Regions from separate parts of the Pan troglodytes genome. Here region 1 is linked to region 2. A link is a contact called in public Hi-C data. All regions are on one chromosome and are shown on one strand. The core of a region is the stretch at or near the end of the contact, and the rest is flanking DNA. Distances in the headings are between cores, read along the strand shown. Region 1 holds the start of TMEM141 (transmembrane protein 141). Region 2 holds the start of FBXW5 (F-box and WD repeat domain containing 5).

Evidence for each region. Hi-C and Micro-C count contacts between places; a contact is called where the count stands out from the background.
Region 1: a Hi-C map of stem cell-derived neural progenitor cells shows a contact between it and region 2, with 5 times the contacts expected there. The contact joins the promoter of TMEM141 here to the promoter of FBXW5 in region 2. A contact is called at or near these places in 1 of 7 Hi-C or Micro-C datasets (stem cell-derived neural progenitor cells) and 1 of 1 datasets of contacts at active chromatin or transcription factors (stem cell-derived excitatory neurons).

The regions. Positions count from the first base shown.
Region 1 is chr11:1,664,986-1,667,797 of NHGRI_mPanTro3-v2.0_pri, forward strand. It overlaps TMEM141 (transmembrane protein 141), which reads right to left and starts at 1,356. Exons shown (of 5, transcript XM_001162853.7): 1 at 1,214-1,356; 2 at 861-927; 3 at 608-691; 4 at 280-387. The coding sequence starts at 1,267.
Region 2 is chr11:1,511,246-1,514,035 of NHGRI_mPanTro3-v2.0_pri, forward strand. FBXW5 (F-box and WD repeat domain containing 5) reads left to right here and starts at 1,499. Exons shown (of 9, transcript XM_016962200.3): 1 at 1,499-1,643; 2 at 2,131-2,346; 3 at 2,734-2,790. The coding sequence starts at 2,154. It overlaps C8G (complement C8 gamma chain), which reads right to left and starts at 1,034. Exons shown (of 7, transcript XM_016962201.3): 1 at 756-1,034; 2 at 375-511; 3 at 146-216; 4 at 1-60. The coding sequence starts at 893.

The DNA of each region.
Region 1 (2,812 bases), core at 106-2,605, 150 kb after region 2:
GCTGTGGCCTTGCCACACCCTTCACTCTGTACCCTTCCTCTCAATCTCAGGGGCACCCCAGCCCCTCTTGGTTCTTTCTCCTCAAAGGGAGCTCTCCAAGATCTGTCTACTGCGCCCACCCCCAGCTCCAACCCATCTGGGAGTCACATGCTGAGGAGGCTGGGCCAGAGGGAGGGACCTTGTCTAGGCTATCGCATGGTGCACCCAGGCTTGGCTGCCCAAAACTCTGGGTGCTGGAGCTGTGGCATTCACTTCTCGCTAACCCCCAGGCTCTCTCACCTGTGCTCCTGTCTTTGGGGAGCTGCCCGGTCTCCAGGAAGAGCCAGAGGTTGTTGCATTTCTCCGACTCCACTCTCGTCACCCCGTAGCTGACCACAGAGCCTGCAACTGTGGAGCAGGAAATGGAAGAGGGCTGGGGCCTCTGTGCTTCCCAGGCTAAGAGAACCGGGCACAGGCTACTTCCTGACAGACGTGGTGGGTGGGCTCAGGTGGGGCTCCCGCCGAGACCTGGGGCTCCACGTCAGAGTCAGGGACGCAGAACCACAGCCCCAACCCTAGCAGAAACCCACCCCTCAAAGAGCCCAGGCAGGGGCCCTGGAGTACCCACCCACGGCCACTAGGAGGCTCCACTGCAAAGGGTATGGAAACTTCCTCTGAATGAACATCTGCAAGCCAAAGGCCATGCCAGTGCCTGCAAAGAGCCGAGGTCCCCATCAACCTGTACCCGGGGATGGCCAGGGCCCACCTTGCCAGGCCCCCAGCACCTGCGGGCAGGTGACTTGGCGCCCCCTGCTGGGGAGCCAGGGCAGGGCAGGAGGGTGCGTTCTCTCCCAGCCGCAGGACACCTGGACGCAGCCTACCTGTGATGAAGGTGAAAACGCCCTTCATGAAGGCGTGTGACTGGCATGCGGCATACTCCCCGAGTCCCTGGGGTGGCAGAGGCGGGTGAAGGCTCGATCCCCTGCCCTCTTCCTTCACCGCCTCTCCTGTCCCTCCTCTGGGCACACCCTGGCTGTGGAGGAGTGAGACCCTGGGCACTTGGACACGTCCCACCTCCCCGATGCCAACCCGGACGCCCTGAGCCCCTTAGCAAGAGAGTGCCCCCAGCCTCCGCCACTCTTCCCTGACGAAGGCACCCCCACGCCCCAGCCCCCCGTCTCGCTCAGGTCAGCTTGTGGGGTCTGAGGCCCGCGTCCCAGACCGGCCTTCTCACCGGGTGCTTGGCAGCCACGGCGTCGTCCACCCGGGACAGACCCAAATTCACCATGGTTGGCAGGGCTCGGGGAGCGGGCCTGCGCAGGCGCAGGCGGAAGGGCGGGGCGGGAACCTGGGGGTGTGGCCTAGAGGACAGGCCTGCGCAGTTGCGGGCGGAGGAGTGGGGCCCGGATCTGGGGGCGAGGCCTAGGGACGGGCGCGCGCTGGAACAGGCGGAGGGGGCGGGGCCTAGGAGACGGGGCCTGAGGGCGGGGCCTGAGGGACGGGACTTTGGAGACGCGACCTGGGGGCGGGGCCTGAGAGACAGGACCGGGGAGCGGGCCTGCGCAGGCGGAGGTGTCGGGTTCTAAGAGGCGGGGCCTGCCAGGTGCAGGCGGAGGGGCCAGGGCCTTGGATTGGGGGCGGAGCATGGATCGAGCCTGCTAGAGCGCAGGGGAGAGGGGTGGGGCCTGGGGCCTGGCCACGCCTCTAGGAGCTTGGGCCCTGTGACCTCCGGCGACGACTGGGCGGGGCGAAGGCGGGCACCGGGCGGGGCGTGGCTGAGAGCGTGCGCTCCTCCCCCCGGCCGGGCCTCATTCCCACACTTGCAGAGGCCTAATGATTGTCAAGAGTTATTTTGCTTGAGGACTACAATCAGGGATTGAATTTCTCATAAGCCACCACGGAGTGGGGATGTATAAAATTACTGTTTAGCAAAGTGGTTCTGTAACCAGCAGCTTAGTAGCTGAGCCTCAAACTCCTTTTGTTTTGCATGACAAAGAGTCTTTACTTTTAAATAATTATCGATACACCAAGTAATAACATGCACAAGTTCTTGAATTCTATCATCTAGTAATTTTGATTAAGAGAAACTAAAATCAGCCCAAACAATTCCACTAGTATTCACTGGTGTAACCATTAGCAAGAACGGACGACTTCAAGTCAGGCTGCTGCTTCACACAGGTTACAAATAACTATTTACTACTTTTTCATCGATAAAGTCCTTGATCTTCAAGAAAGTGCTAGGGGAAAAAATTAACCCCTTCCTTTCTTCAAAGAATTATTATGTGGTTTTTTTTTTAACTAGATCAAAGAAAGAAAAAGTCAACACTGATACACGTGTTGCTTGAGCCAAAAGGCATGGGAAAAAAGACAACATATAACCATTAAATTCCTAAGAAATATGAGGTAAAAAGATGAAATCTTGGCCAGGCGCGGTGGCTTACGCCTGTAATCCCAGCACTTTGGGAGGCCGAGGCGGGTGGATCACAAGGTCAGGAGTTAAATACTAGCCTGGCCAAGATGGTGAAACCCCGTCTCTACTAAAAATACGAAAATTAGCCGGGCGTGGTGGCAGGTGCCTATAATCCCAGGTACTGGGGAGGCTGAGGCAGGAGAATCACTTGAACCTGGGAGGCGGAGGTTGCAGGGAGCCAAGATCGTGCCACTGCACTCCAACCTGGGCGACAGAGTGAGACTCTGTTTCAAAAAAAAAAAAAAAAAAAAAAAAGGCTGAAGTCTTTAGATAATTTCTAAGTCTGTACAAAAAAGCTAGATTTGCTACTCTCCAAAATGTGGAAGGACCTACTCTATAATATATGGAAATAATTTAATGCCA
Region 2 (2,790 bases), core at 249-2,748:
CGAAACTCTGGTAGTCGGTCTCAGCGACAACCACGTGCACAGCCCCTCGGGCGCCTCGGGCTGGGGCAGAGCCACGGTAGCCACGTCAGAGAGCCACAGTGGCTGCGTCATCCCCCACCCACATGCCCTGCAGCCCCTGCCTCACCTTGAAGCAGGAAGCGGCCGAGGACCCCTGTGTCTCCATAGAGCTGGCGCACCTGCCAGCAGATCCCATCCCTGGGGGGGCGGGGAGGAGGCACCACAGGCTGGGAGACCCCATCCAGGAATCGTAGTCCAGGCCACAGCCGGGGTGGGGTCAGGGGCCAGAGCAGGGCTGAAGTCTGGGGGCTGAGAGGAGGGTTGGGGTTAGGGTGCAGGGCTGCTCTGGGACTCACAGCTTTCGGAAGGTACTGACAGCCATGGCTGTGCCCTGGGGAGCCACATGCAGTGTGGTGGCCTCGGCCCGGTGGCCCTGCTCCTGCAGGAAACGGCAAGCGGAGCCCACAGCCACAAGGAGCCAGGTCCCTGCAAACTGGGGGCAGACCATGGGAGAACTCGAGGGCACTGTGGGAGGGCCCCTCACCTGCTTCCCTCTACACCCCCCACAACTTCACCTGCTTCCCTCTCCCCCCCCAACAACTTCTACCTGTCTCCCTCTACCCCTCCCACAACTTCACCCTCTCCCCCCTGACACACAACTTCTACCTGCCTCCCTCTACCCTCCTCCCCCGGCCCAAAAACTTCACGTTCCTCCCTCTACCCCCCACAACTTCTACCTGCTGAGCATCAAAATTGGCCTTGGGCTGGATGGTGCTGATGGGGGATGCGGGCCGGCGTGGCCTCTGAGGCCTCTGGCCCAGCGAGCCAGCTGCCAGGAGCAGAGTCAAGAGGGTCACAGTCCCAGGGGGCAGCATGGTGGCGGCGGCAGGGTGGCAGGACTGTGGGAGGCCAAGGGTAGCACCACCAAGTCCCAGGACAGAGTCTACTCTGCTGTCACAGAGCCCAGCCCAGGAAGTCCATGTCCATCCGTTGCCTCCCCAACCCCAGCCCTGGGCCAGCCCCACCCCCCACCTCCAGCCTCCTCGTGAGCCTAGCTTCGATCTGCACTTCCTGGCAGGGCCCTGGCACCATGTCCCACGTACAAAGTCCGAGTTGACCTCTGGCTGTTTATCCATTTCTCCTGCACCCCTGATTTCCACTGACAGTCCTTAGCCCTTTACACGTTATCTTCCTTAAACCATCACCCAGTGGTCTTATCTCCATGGCCAACGTCACGGGGTTCACGAAGCCACTTGCTCAGGGCCCGGCAACAGGGAGCGCCGGAGGCGGGTCCCGAACCAGCGGTCGTTGAGCCTCGCCTGCAACCCCGCCCACGACCGCCGCCCGCTGGCCACAAGGGGCGCTGTTTCTAACGCGCCCGAGTGCGCGCAGGCGCACAAAGAAAAGCCGGCCAGGCCGCCGGAGCCCAAGGCGCAGGCGCACGAGGGGCGGATGCGGGCTACCCGCGCGCTCTGCCTTCCTCGGCCATCGATGCCTCGGGGCTCGTGGCGTCGAGCCTGGCGGGCTCCCCGTTGGGCGGGGGCGGCGGTCCGAGCGGCTGCTGCAGCGGAAGCGGGTCCGGGTCGCGCAGGGCGGGGGCGGCGCAGCGGGCGGAGGCGGCCGTGGTGAGTGCGCCTGCGGCCCTCGGGGGTCCCGCCTCGTCGGCCCCGCCCGCCTTGGGCGAGTGCAGGAGCCCCGAGGCCGCCCGTGCGCTCGTCCCCGCCGTCCGCCCCGAGCCCGCCGGGCAGAGCTTCTCCAGGGCCGCAGGGCGGAGGCCACTGCCTGGCCGCCCCGAGCTTCCTCTCGGTGGAAGCCCGTCCCCGGACGGCGCCTGGTGTCCCCGTGCTTCGCGTGCGGCGGTCCGGGCCCTGGCGGGCTGAGGGGCGCCCGCTGCCGGCCGCAGGAGGCCGGGGGATGACGCGGCGGAGAGGGGCCGGCCCGGCCCGCCCGGAGCTGCCGGGTCCTTGGTTGGGCGGCGGTGCCCGGGCGTCCCCTGCAGACACGCAGCCCCGTGGAACTCCCGGCGGGACGGTTGGGGCTGGAGGAACAGGACGCCTGCTCTCGGCCTCCCTTCCCGGGCCTGGGCTGAGGGCAGCCGTTGGTGGGTTTCAGGGCCGCCTGGGCAGAATGTCACGATGGACGAGGGCGGCACGCCCCTGCTCCCCGACAGCCTGGTCTACCAGATCTTCCTGAGCCTGGGCCCGGCCGACGTGCTGGCCGCCGGGCTGGTGTGCCGCCAATGGCAGGCCGTGTCGCGGGACGAGTTCCTGTGGAGGGAGCAGTTCTACCGCTACTACCAGGTGGCCCGCGACGTGCCCCGACACCCAGGTCAGTGGCGTGTGGGGCGCCTACCCACGTTCTGCAGCCAGGGCCCCGGGCCCCTGCGCTTGGGGGTCAGCCTGGCTGGGGACCCGCCCCGCGGCCCCGAGTGTGCATGCTCACACCCTCACACCCTGATGGAGGCCTGTCCGGACACAGCACAGGCGCCCCTCAGAGCTTGGAGGCCAGAGGGTTCACTAGGTCACTTGGGGGGTGGGGGGTACAGGGGTCTCTGTGAGCTACAGGGTTGAATCCCCCAGCCGAGGCCTATGCCATGACTAGTGGGTTCCAGGGGCACCACGGGGCCTGCCAGGACTGCTGGGGCCACACTCAGCTCATGGCCGTAACTGCGAGGAGGAAGGCCCGGGCCCAGGACTGACAACTGCCCACCCGCAGCGGCCATGTCCTGGTACGAGGAGTTCCAGCGGCTGTATGACACGGTGCCCTGCGTGG